Linked DNA regions of Mus musculus: all the other regions are linked to region 3. Evidence: chromatin contacts called from public Micro-C and promoter capture Hi-C data. All regions are on one chromosome and are shown on one strand. The core of a region is the stretch at or near the end of the contact, and the rest is flanking DNA. Distances in the headings are between cores, read along the strand shown. Region 1 holds the start of Bnip3 (BCL2/adenovirus E1B interacting protein 3). Region 2 holds the start of Jakmip3 (janus kinase and microtubule interacting protein 3). Region 3 holds the start of Nkx6-2 (NK6 homeobox 2).

What was found. A called contact is a pair of places that touch in the nucleus more often than the background predicts. Capture Hi-C pulls out chosen DNA fragments and counts their contacts.
Region 1: a Micro-C map of embryonic stem cells shows a contact between it and region 3, with 2.7 times the contacts expected there. The contact joins the promoter of Bnip3 here to the promoter of Nkx6-2 in region 3. A contact is called at or near these places in 2 of 39 promoter capture datasets (cranial neural crest and embryonic stem cells) and 1 of 484 Hi-C or Micro-C datasets (embryonic stem cells).
Region 2: a promoter capture Hi-C map of liver shows a contact between it and region 3, with 2.8 times the contacts expected there. The contact joins the promoter of Jakmip3 here to the promoter of Nkx6-2 in region 3. A contact is called at or near these places in 2 of 39 promoter capture datasets (pre-B cells and stem cell-derived epiblast-like cells), 3 of 484 Hi-C or Micro-C datasets (all in embryonic stem cells), 3 of 115 datasets of contacts at active chromatin or transcription factors (all in embryonic stem cells) and 1 of 9 other capture datasets (liver).

What each region holds. Positions count from the first base shown.
Region 1 is chr7:138,908,123-138,910,822 of GRCm38.p6, reverse strand. It overlaps Bnip3 (BCL2/adenovirus E1B interacting protein 3), which reads left to right and starts at 1,317. Exons shown (of 6, transcript NM_009760.4): 1 at 1,317-1,460. The coding sequence starts at 1,430.
Region 2 is chr7:138,939,348-138,942,047 of GRCm38.p6, reverse strand. Jakmip3 (janus kinase and microtubule interacting protein 3) reads right to left here and starts at 1,318. Exons shown (of 20, transcript NM_028708.2): 1 at 1,248-1,318.
Region 3 is chr7:139,581,369-139,584,068 of GRCm38.p6, reverse strand. It overlaps Nkx6-2 (NK6 homeobox 2), which reads left to right and starts at 1,272. Exons shown (of 3, transcript NM_183248.3): 1 at 1,272-1,935; 2 at 2,016-2,188; 3 at 2,381-2,700. The coding sequence starts at 1,530. The coding sequence ends at 2,635. Gm33031 (a long non-coding RNA gene) reads right to left here and starts at 1,273. Exons shown (of 7, transcript XR_003946896.1): 1 at 1-1,273.

The DNA.
Region 1 (2,700 bases), core at 68-2,567, 670 kb after region 3:
TGAAGGCCCTAGGCTAGAGCTCCGAGCACTGTAAGAAAGCAAGCTTTCAGTTAAGAGTGGTGGAACCACTGGGAAGCTGGGGCAGGAAAAAAAGTTTAAGACCAGAGTAGGTTACAAAGCGAATCTGTCTAAAAAAAGACATCAGATTCAGTCTGGTGACATGGCTCAGCTGCAGTGAACTTGCATGTGCAAGGCCCTCGTATAACCTTAGCACTCCAAACAAAACAAACGGAAATCAAGGCTGCATAGCTATAATCCCAGCTCTCAGGAGGCGAAAGCAGTAGGATCGGAAATTCAAGGTTAGCTTTTGCTACACAGCCAATTCAAAGCCAGCCTCGGTTATGACATTGTCTGGGAAAAAACAAAACACCAAATGAAGCTGCTTCTAGTGACCTGACCCACTGCTACTAAGATAGCTTCTTTTGAGGTTCACAAGCCCCTTCTCTATCCCAGAACTGTATCAAGAGGGAATTCCAACCTCCAAGTACAGAGAAGCTACTGGGTAGGTTACAGGGAGGATGCAGAATCCTCAAAACTGGCCCTCCAAAGGTCTCTCCAACCGTTCCTGTCCAAAAATGCCGTCCTTTCTCGCATGCAGCATACCACAGCACTACCCAACTCGCCATTGATGCTGCAGTAGAATACTGGCAAATTTTTTGTTTTGCTTTGTTGTAAACAGCTTCATACAGTGCAGCCCAGCCTGGCCACGAACCAGGGCTGGGACTAGAGTTATACATAAGCACTCCCGGACTGCATTTTTCTTAAAGATGCAACCTAAAAAACTATCTGTAAGCGTGCATAGAGACAGCGAGACCATGTGTGCTCCCATTGCTGGCGCTCGCAGGTTCCGGAGGAGATTGGGGAACTATGGGTCAACCGCGAGCAGGAGGGGCAAACTCAGCACCCAAGGCCAGACGCCCAAAAACCTGGCCGCACGTCCTCATGCCACGCCTATCTCGGAGCCCGCCCACGTCTGCCCACCTCCAGCCTGGCTTCAAGACCCGCCTCTTGGCCTCTGCAATGCGCGCACCTCGGAGTCCCAAGGCTCAGACCTCGAGCCCCGCCCCCAGACTCTTCCCTACCCGCCTAGGTCCCAGTTACTCCAGCCTCAGGCACAGCCCCCGGTCCACTTCTGCATTAGACCTTAAAAACAGCCGCCCTCCCGCGCACTCCTGCCTCAGGCCCCGCCCATGCCGGCGCACGCGCCGCACGTGCCACACGCTCCCCCGCGTTCCTCCCCCACCTGCAGGCCCCGCCCCCCAGCCAATGGGCTCCGCCGCCGCGTGCGTCCCGCCCCGCCCCGCCCCTTGTCCCTCAGTCCAGTGTCGCCTGGCCTCAGAACTGAGCGGCGCAGGCTGCCCCTGCTACCTCTCGGTGACCGCCTCCCAGGCCTGTCGCAGTTGGGTTCGGGCTCCTTTGCCGAGCCACCATGTCGCAGAGCGGGGAGGAGAACCTGCAGGGTGAGGCAGTGGGCCGAGAGGGGCCGCGGAGGCGGTAGGGTCGCGGGCTGGGGTGCGGTGAGTGGAGGCCGCGATGCAGTTCGGTGCAGCCGGGGCTGGGTGGTGAGCCTCGGGGCATCTTACAGACAGTACCTTCACAGGCAGGCCGGGTCTTTCTTTCCTGCTCTGTTCTTCACACTGTCATAGTTCTGTATTTTCAGACTCTGTAGGTCAGGGGAGCCTCGAACTCTGCGATCCTCCTTCCTCAGCTTCCCGAGTAGCTCAGATTTCAGGCCCTTGGCGTCCCCTTGTTCAGAGTTGCTTAAGTGAGTTAGAGGTTGCAGTTGAATTTTCAGTGCTTTGATTGAAGTCATTAATATTTATGACTGTAGTGCCTTTCACTTTTCCTACTTGGTACTGGGGACAGAACCAGATCTGAACGTGCTGGGTAAGTGCTCATTTCCCGAGCAACACTACCAGTTTTCATTTTATTGCTTTAAGACATACTGGTCTTGAACTTGTGATCCTCCTGGTTCAGCCTCTAGAGTAGCTGGAATTTGGAATTAACAGGCTTTGCCGCTGTGTCCCCTCTCCCCCAATCTTTACCCCTGGCTTGCTTTGTTGCCACTTCCTGATGGAAGAGGAGGATACAGGGTTTCAGACCTCTGTCAGGTTTTAGAGTTAAGAGGTGGGATAGCCGCACAGTGGTGGCACAAACCTTTTATCCCAGCAATCAGGAGGCAGAGGCAGGGGGATTTCTGTAAATTCGAGGCCAACCTGGTCTACAGAGTGAATTTCAGGACAGCCAAGTCTACAAAGAGAAAAACAGAGAGGGGGTATGGCTGGAGGTAGTGTGGAAGAGAGCTACAACAGCTCAAAAGGAGGGTAAAGTGCTTATAATTTAGTTCAGTAGGCTCACTGCAAGCAGTGAAGTAGATTGTAGGTTAAAATGGAAGTGAGGCTGGGTGTGGTGACACACCTAAAATCCCATCATGGGGTGGGTGAAGTTGAGTCTTGACAAATTCCAGGTTAGCCTGGACTACACAGTCGTACCAGGCTAGTTCGGGGCTCTGTAGCCAGACCCTGTCTCACAAATAACAGAAAGGCTCTCCCAGCATCAGCCTTTACAGACTGTTAGCACTGCGCAGACAGCTGCTAGTTTTGCAAGGCCAGCCTGGGTGCTATGTGCCATTGTCCATTTCTGAGAGCTACCTGGTGGGCCTGAGTTGAGTCTGAGTTGAGTCTCAGGCCCTGAGACTGG
Region 2 (2,700 bases), core at 69-2,568, 640 kb after region 3:
GCAGGCTATTGCTCTAAGGGTTTAAATTCACAACCACACGTTGGCTTCCTGAGAAAAGAGGGCCAAGAGGGCCTTGTTCTCGGTGTATTAATTGGGTACCTTGGTGGAAAGAGGACCCTGGCCTTCTTCACTCCACCTACAGAGCAAGCTGGAAGTACCCACTCCCGCAACTCTGTTCTCTAGTTTGGGCCCCACAACCAAGGCCAGAGCCTTTTCTGGTGTCCTGCTGTTCTGCAGAGAGCGCCCAGATCTGAGTCACCACTGGCTTCACTGCCGGCTTAGCTGTATTTGCAGGCAGTCGGCAAAGAGGGCTCTGCACATTTCACCATCTTGTGGAGGAAGCCTGAATCTAGCTGGGAAGCAGAAGGTTTGGTTTTTTTGTTTTTTTGATTTTTGCCTTTTTAAAAACCCTAACATTTTCTTTTTTAAGTAGGCAAGGTCAAATGGATAGGCAGGTCCTTTTCCTAAGAAAAGTGCCCAGGCCAGCGTCCTCTCACCAACTCCCAAACGCAAGTAAATGGTAATTCGGTGGCCTTGCATATCCTCAGCATAGATCCCACTGCTGTGCGTTCATCCCGGAAACGGGAACACGGGAAAAATTTAAACCATCTGCCCCAAAATTAAAAATCTAAAAGGCCTGGCAGCACCATCCTGGAGGAGGTACTGTGAAGACGACGAGTCCCCAGCGGCAGCGGCAGCGGCGGCGGCGGCGCACCTGCGCGTCCACACCCAGCGCAGCGTCACCGGCAGCTCCCTAGGCCTGCGCTGGGCTGGCCCTGCTCCCGCACACCGCGGGAAACCGGTGCAGTGAAATAAATTGCCAGTGGAACGCGAGAAATCTCCCAGAGAGGCAAACACCCCAACTCGGGCAAGGCCTCCGGACCCCGGATCACCAGGGAGAGTCGAGCAAGCCCCGCCACCCTGCTCCATCCCCGTGCCATCCCGCTCCATCCCGGCGCCACCCCAAGAGTCGCTACCCTGCGCCATCCCCATACACCCTGGGCATCGCCACCCTTTTCTATTCCCGTGCTATCTCCGCCACCCTGGGCGTCACCACCTTGCTCCATTCCGGTGTCATCCCCGGCACCCCAAGCCACCTACAGCCCGCAGCGCAGGGCATCCGCCAGCCCTGAATATTCAGTGCCAGGAGCGGGTGGAGCGTAAGGAGCCCTGCAAAGCGCGTCCCTCATCCCCTCCCAGGTCAACTGTGGGATGCGTGGGATCCTGAGGATCGCACCGCTGCTCACCAAGGTTCCCCTCGATCAGGCTTCGGGCGGCGGCGTCCGACGGTCGGGCTCAGCCATCGCAGTGGCGCTGCGGCGGGCGGGGGCCGCGCGTCACCACGGGCAGCGCCCCGAACCCCGGCCCGCCCCTGCAGGCGCTCCAGCCGGCGCCGGCCCAGCGTCGCCCGCCCCTTGGCTTCCCCAGATCGTTGCGCTTATTCCTTTAAGAAATAAGTCCTGGGTCCGTTAAAGTAAGAAATGACATTGCCGAAGATGACCCTGGTGGTTTAGAGGGTCCCGCTGTGCTGTGTGGGGATCTAAAAGCCATCCAGGTTAAATGTGCCTGCGGGTCGCCCAGGGCCACGCGCCTACGAGGGACTATCCGTGGTAGGAATCACTCACCCTCATTGCGTGCTGGATGTGAGCAGCCATGAGCAGCGCCCGCGAGTTGCACGTGGGTGTCCCAACCCTTAACCCTTTGCTTCCCGGCTCCAAAAGCTGCTTTCCAGGGCTCTGTAGGGAGAGAAACGTTTTTTTCAGGCTTCAGCAAACAAATGTTATCCCGGACCCCAACATTCAGAGTTCTGTCCTCCCTGCTTCTCTTTGCCCCCTCCCCTTCTGATACTGGACATAGAACCTAGGGTCAAGAGCTCTGCCTAAAACCTGTATCTCAGCACTCTGTTCCCTCACTTTGTTTGTTTGTTTGTTTGTTTTGTCCTGTGATCGTGTGTTCTAGTTTCATTTCTACTGCTGTATTAAAGTCCAAGACGAAAAGCAACTCAGGGAACAAATAAGTATATTCCAGCATGCAATTCCAGGTTATAGTCTATCATTGTGGGAAAGTCAAGGCAGGAACTTCAAACAACTAGTTACATATATCTGCAGTCAAGAGCCGAGAGAAGCGCATGCTCTCACTTGCTTATTCGCTTGTGTTCAACTCCCATTTCTTCACTTTGGGGTTGGGGGTGTCCCTCTGCCTAGAGAATGGTACCACCCACATGGGGCTGGGTTTTCTCACATTAATTTATTACATCCTCACAGAAATGCTCACAAGACTGCCCCATGTAGACAATCTCTCAGTGAGACTCTTTTCCGAGGTGACTCTGTCTAGGTTGTGCCAAAAGACAATTAAAGGTAACTGTCACATCCAGACATTGTGGTGCGTGCCTCTAATCCAAGAACATGGGAGACTGAGCACAGAATAACAAGAAACTTCACAAAACATATAGGTATTCTGTCTGGGTGGGCCTTCACCTGACAGAGTGAGTTCTGAGGGTTGGATGACAGGATAGATAGATGCAGAGAGAGGGTGAGTACTGGAGCGAAGAGCTCCTCAGGTAGACCACCATCCGGCAGACTACATCACACAGCCAGCACGCACGCACGCACGCGCATGCGCATGTACACACACAGAGCTGCAAGTGGGTCGGGGGTGGGAGGCACGTGTCGGGTGATGGGATCTCCAAGTAACAGGTCT
Region 3 (2,700 bases), core at 23-2,522:
ACAGAAACCTTGGAGACCAGGGCAAAAGGGGAAAGTCGTTATTAACAAACTGCACAGGGCCTCTGCTTAAATCGCCAGGACCGGAAACAGTAGATTCTATTTCCACAGGTTGTATCACAATCAGTACTAGGTATTATGAGGTTAACAGTAAGCACTGCTCAAGAGGAGGAAAGAAATAAGCGCCAGCGTGCTACCTTCTCGGATCCTGCTGTGCGCCGCCGCACTAGGTGGCTGCAACTTCAGTTAACTGCCCAACAATTTTATGGAGTGAGAGGCCCCTGTACTAGAAAAGAAATTAAGGCCTAGTGGGCTCTACAGGCCGGGTCTATAGCCAGTGCTCTGTCCGCTAGACTGCAAACGCATACCCAGCCGAAGTCAGTGAGTAAGGTGATCCTTTCGTCCTGGTTCTTGAATTCCAAAACCGCTGCATTCTGGCCCGAGGTCCAGCTTGCCAGAAAGCAATAAGCAGGAGAATTCTGGTCCTGGGCCTCAAAGTCTGGACACGGGTAACCTCCTAGGTGAGTGCCTAATAAGCATAAAAGTTCAAGGGGGACGGCCTAGCCTCTCCCAGATACCCCAACCCAACTTCAAGGATTTCAGAACGGGAGGACAGCATAGGTTGTGTGTGTGTGTGTGTGTGTGGTAGTAAGGTCACCGGTTGCCTGGAGCCATCTAAAGTCAGTGAGTTCAGTTGGCAGAGTTTGGCAGATCTGAGGAAGCCAAATCTATCTGGTCCCTAGAGTCCACCCTTTTTCGTTCAAAATCCACCCAGAAAAGTTATACCCACAAGTTCACAACAGCCCACACCACCACGAGCTGGGAAGGAGAAGGAACCCCAGTACAGGGCTTGGGCCCTGATCCAAGATGGAGTGCCCTGACCTGTGGCGTCCAGCCGTCCCAGGCTCTTCCCTGAACTAAGCATACTGAGCTTGAGCTTTCGGAGTGGATCTTGAAATCTACATTCTTTCGGTCGATAAAATATGTTCTCGTATTTTTTCCTGATTTTCCCATTAAAACCTTTGCCTAACTAAACTCCCATCCAACGGGATTTATTTCATCTCTAGGGAGATAAATCAGGGGGCAAATTTACAGTCCCGGAGGCACCTGCCTCGCTAATGGGCCCTTCATGGAGTGCATGGCCGGCGGGGGCGCGCGCAGACGGGCCGGACGCTGGCCAATGGCCTGGTCGCCAGTGCCTTCAGCCAATCAGCGCGCGCGCCGCGCCCAGGCCCCGCGGTTATCAGTGCGTCCATCCCGCGCGGCGCCGCTCCGACCTGCCCCGGAGCCGCCACTGCCGCTCCCGCCGCCCTTAGTATCCCTGCCTTCTCTCTGACCGCCGCCCATTCAGCGCAACAGCCGTCGGTCCTCTCGCTTTCCCGTAGGGGCCGTCGGCGTTCGTTTGAAACGCGGTCCACCCGTCCCAGCGTAGCCGGCGCTCTTCGGCGCCGCGCGCAAACTTCCCGAGCCGGCGGGTGCGGGCGGTGGCAGCGGGGCCCGGATGGGCGCCCGGGTCGGAGGCGGCGGCGCCCATGGACGCTAACCGCCCGGGTGCGTTTGTGCTGAGCAGCGCGCCTTTAGCCGCGCTGCACAACATGGCTGAGATGAAGACGTCGCTGTTCCCCTACGCGCTGCAGGGCCCGGCGGGCTTCAAGACACCCGCCCTAGGCAGCCTTGGCGCGCAGTTGCCTCTAGGCACTCCGCACGGCATCAGCGACATCCTGGGACGGCCGGTGGGCGCAGCGGGTGGCGGCCTCCTAGGAAGTCTGCCCCGTCTCAACGGGCTCGCCTCGTCTGCAGGTGTCTACTTCGGGCCCGCAGCCGCCGTGGCTCGGGGCTACCCCAAGCCGCTGGCGGAACTGCCTGGGCGCCCGCCCATCTTCTGGCCTGGGGTGGTGCAGGGCTCTCCCTGGAGGGACCCGCGACTGGCCGGCTCCGGTAAGTGGCCCGCGCGGGATTCGGTAAGGAGAGGGGCTGGGCGCGGGCCTCGGACTGCGCTCACTGGCTCTTCTTCGCAGCCCAAGCCGGCGGGGTCCTGGATAAGGATGGCAAGAAGAAACACTCGCGGCCGACTTTCTCCGGCCAGCAGATCTTCGCGCTGGAGAAGACTTTCGAGCAGACCAAGTATTTGGCAGGCCCAGAGCGCGCGCGGCTTGCCTACTCTCTGGGCATGACCGAGAGCCAAGTGAAGGTGAGCTCGAAATGGGCCGGGGTCCAGCAGTATTGAGGCGGGGCCCGGAGTCCGCGTCCTGCGAACGGCCGGCGAGCGGCGGTTCGGCTGCGGCCGGACCGCGGAAAGCGCTGGCGCCAGGCGGGTCCGGAGTGCTGGTCGGGTGAGGCGAGCCTCGGTGCCCGTCTGATGATCCCTCCCCCAAACCCCCAGGTGTGGTTCCAGAATCGGCGGACCAAGTGGCGCAAGCGGCACGCGGCAGAGATGGCGTCGGCTAAAAAGAAGCAAGACTCGGATGCCGAGAAGCTGAAGGTGGGTGGCTCAGACGCGGAGGACGATGACGAATACAACCGGCCCCTGGACCCCAACTCCGATGACGAGAAGATCACGCGGCTTCTCAAAAAGCACAAACCCTCGAACTTGGCGCTCGTTAGCCCGTGTGGTGGCAGCGCGGGGGACGCCTTGTGAGGACGCGGCCAGGCCGGAGAACCCGAGAACCGGGACTCGCGGCATGCCCCGACGCCAGCCGCCCA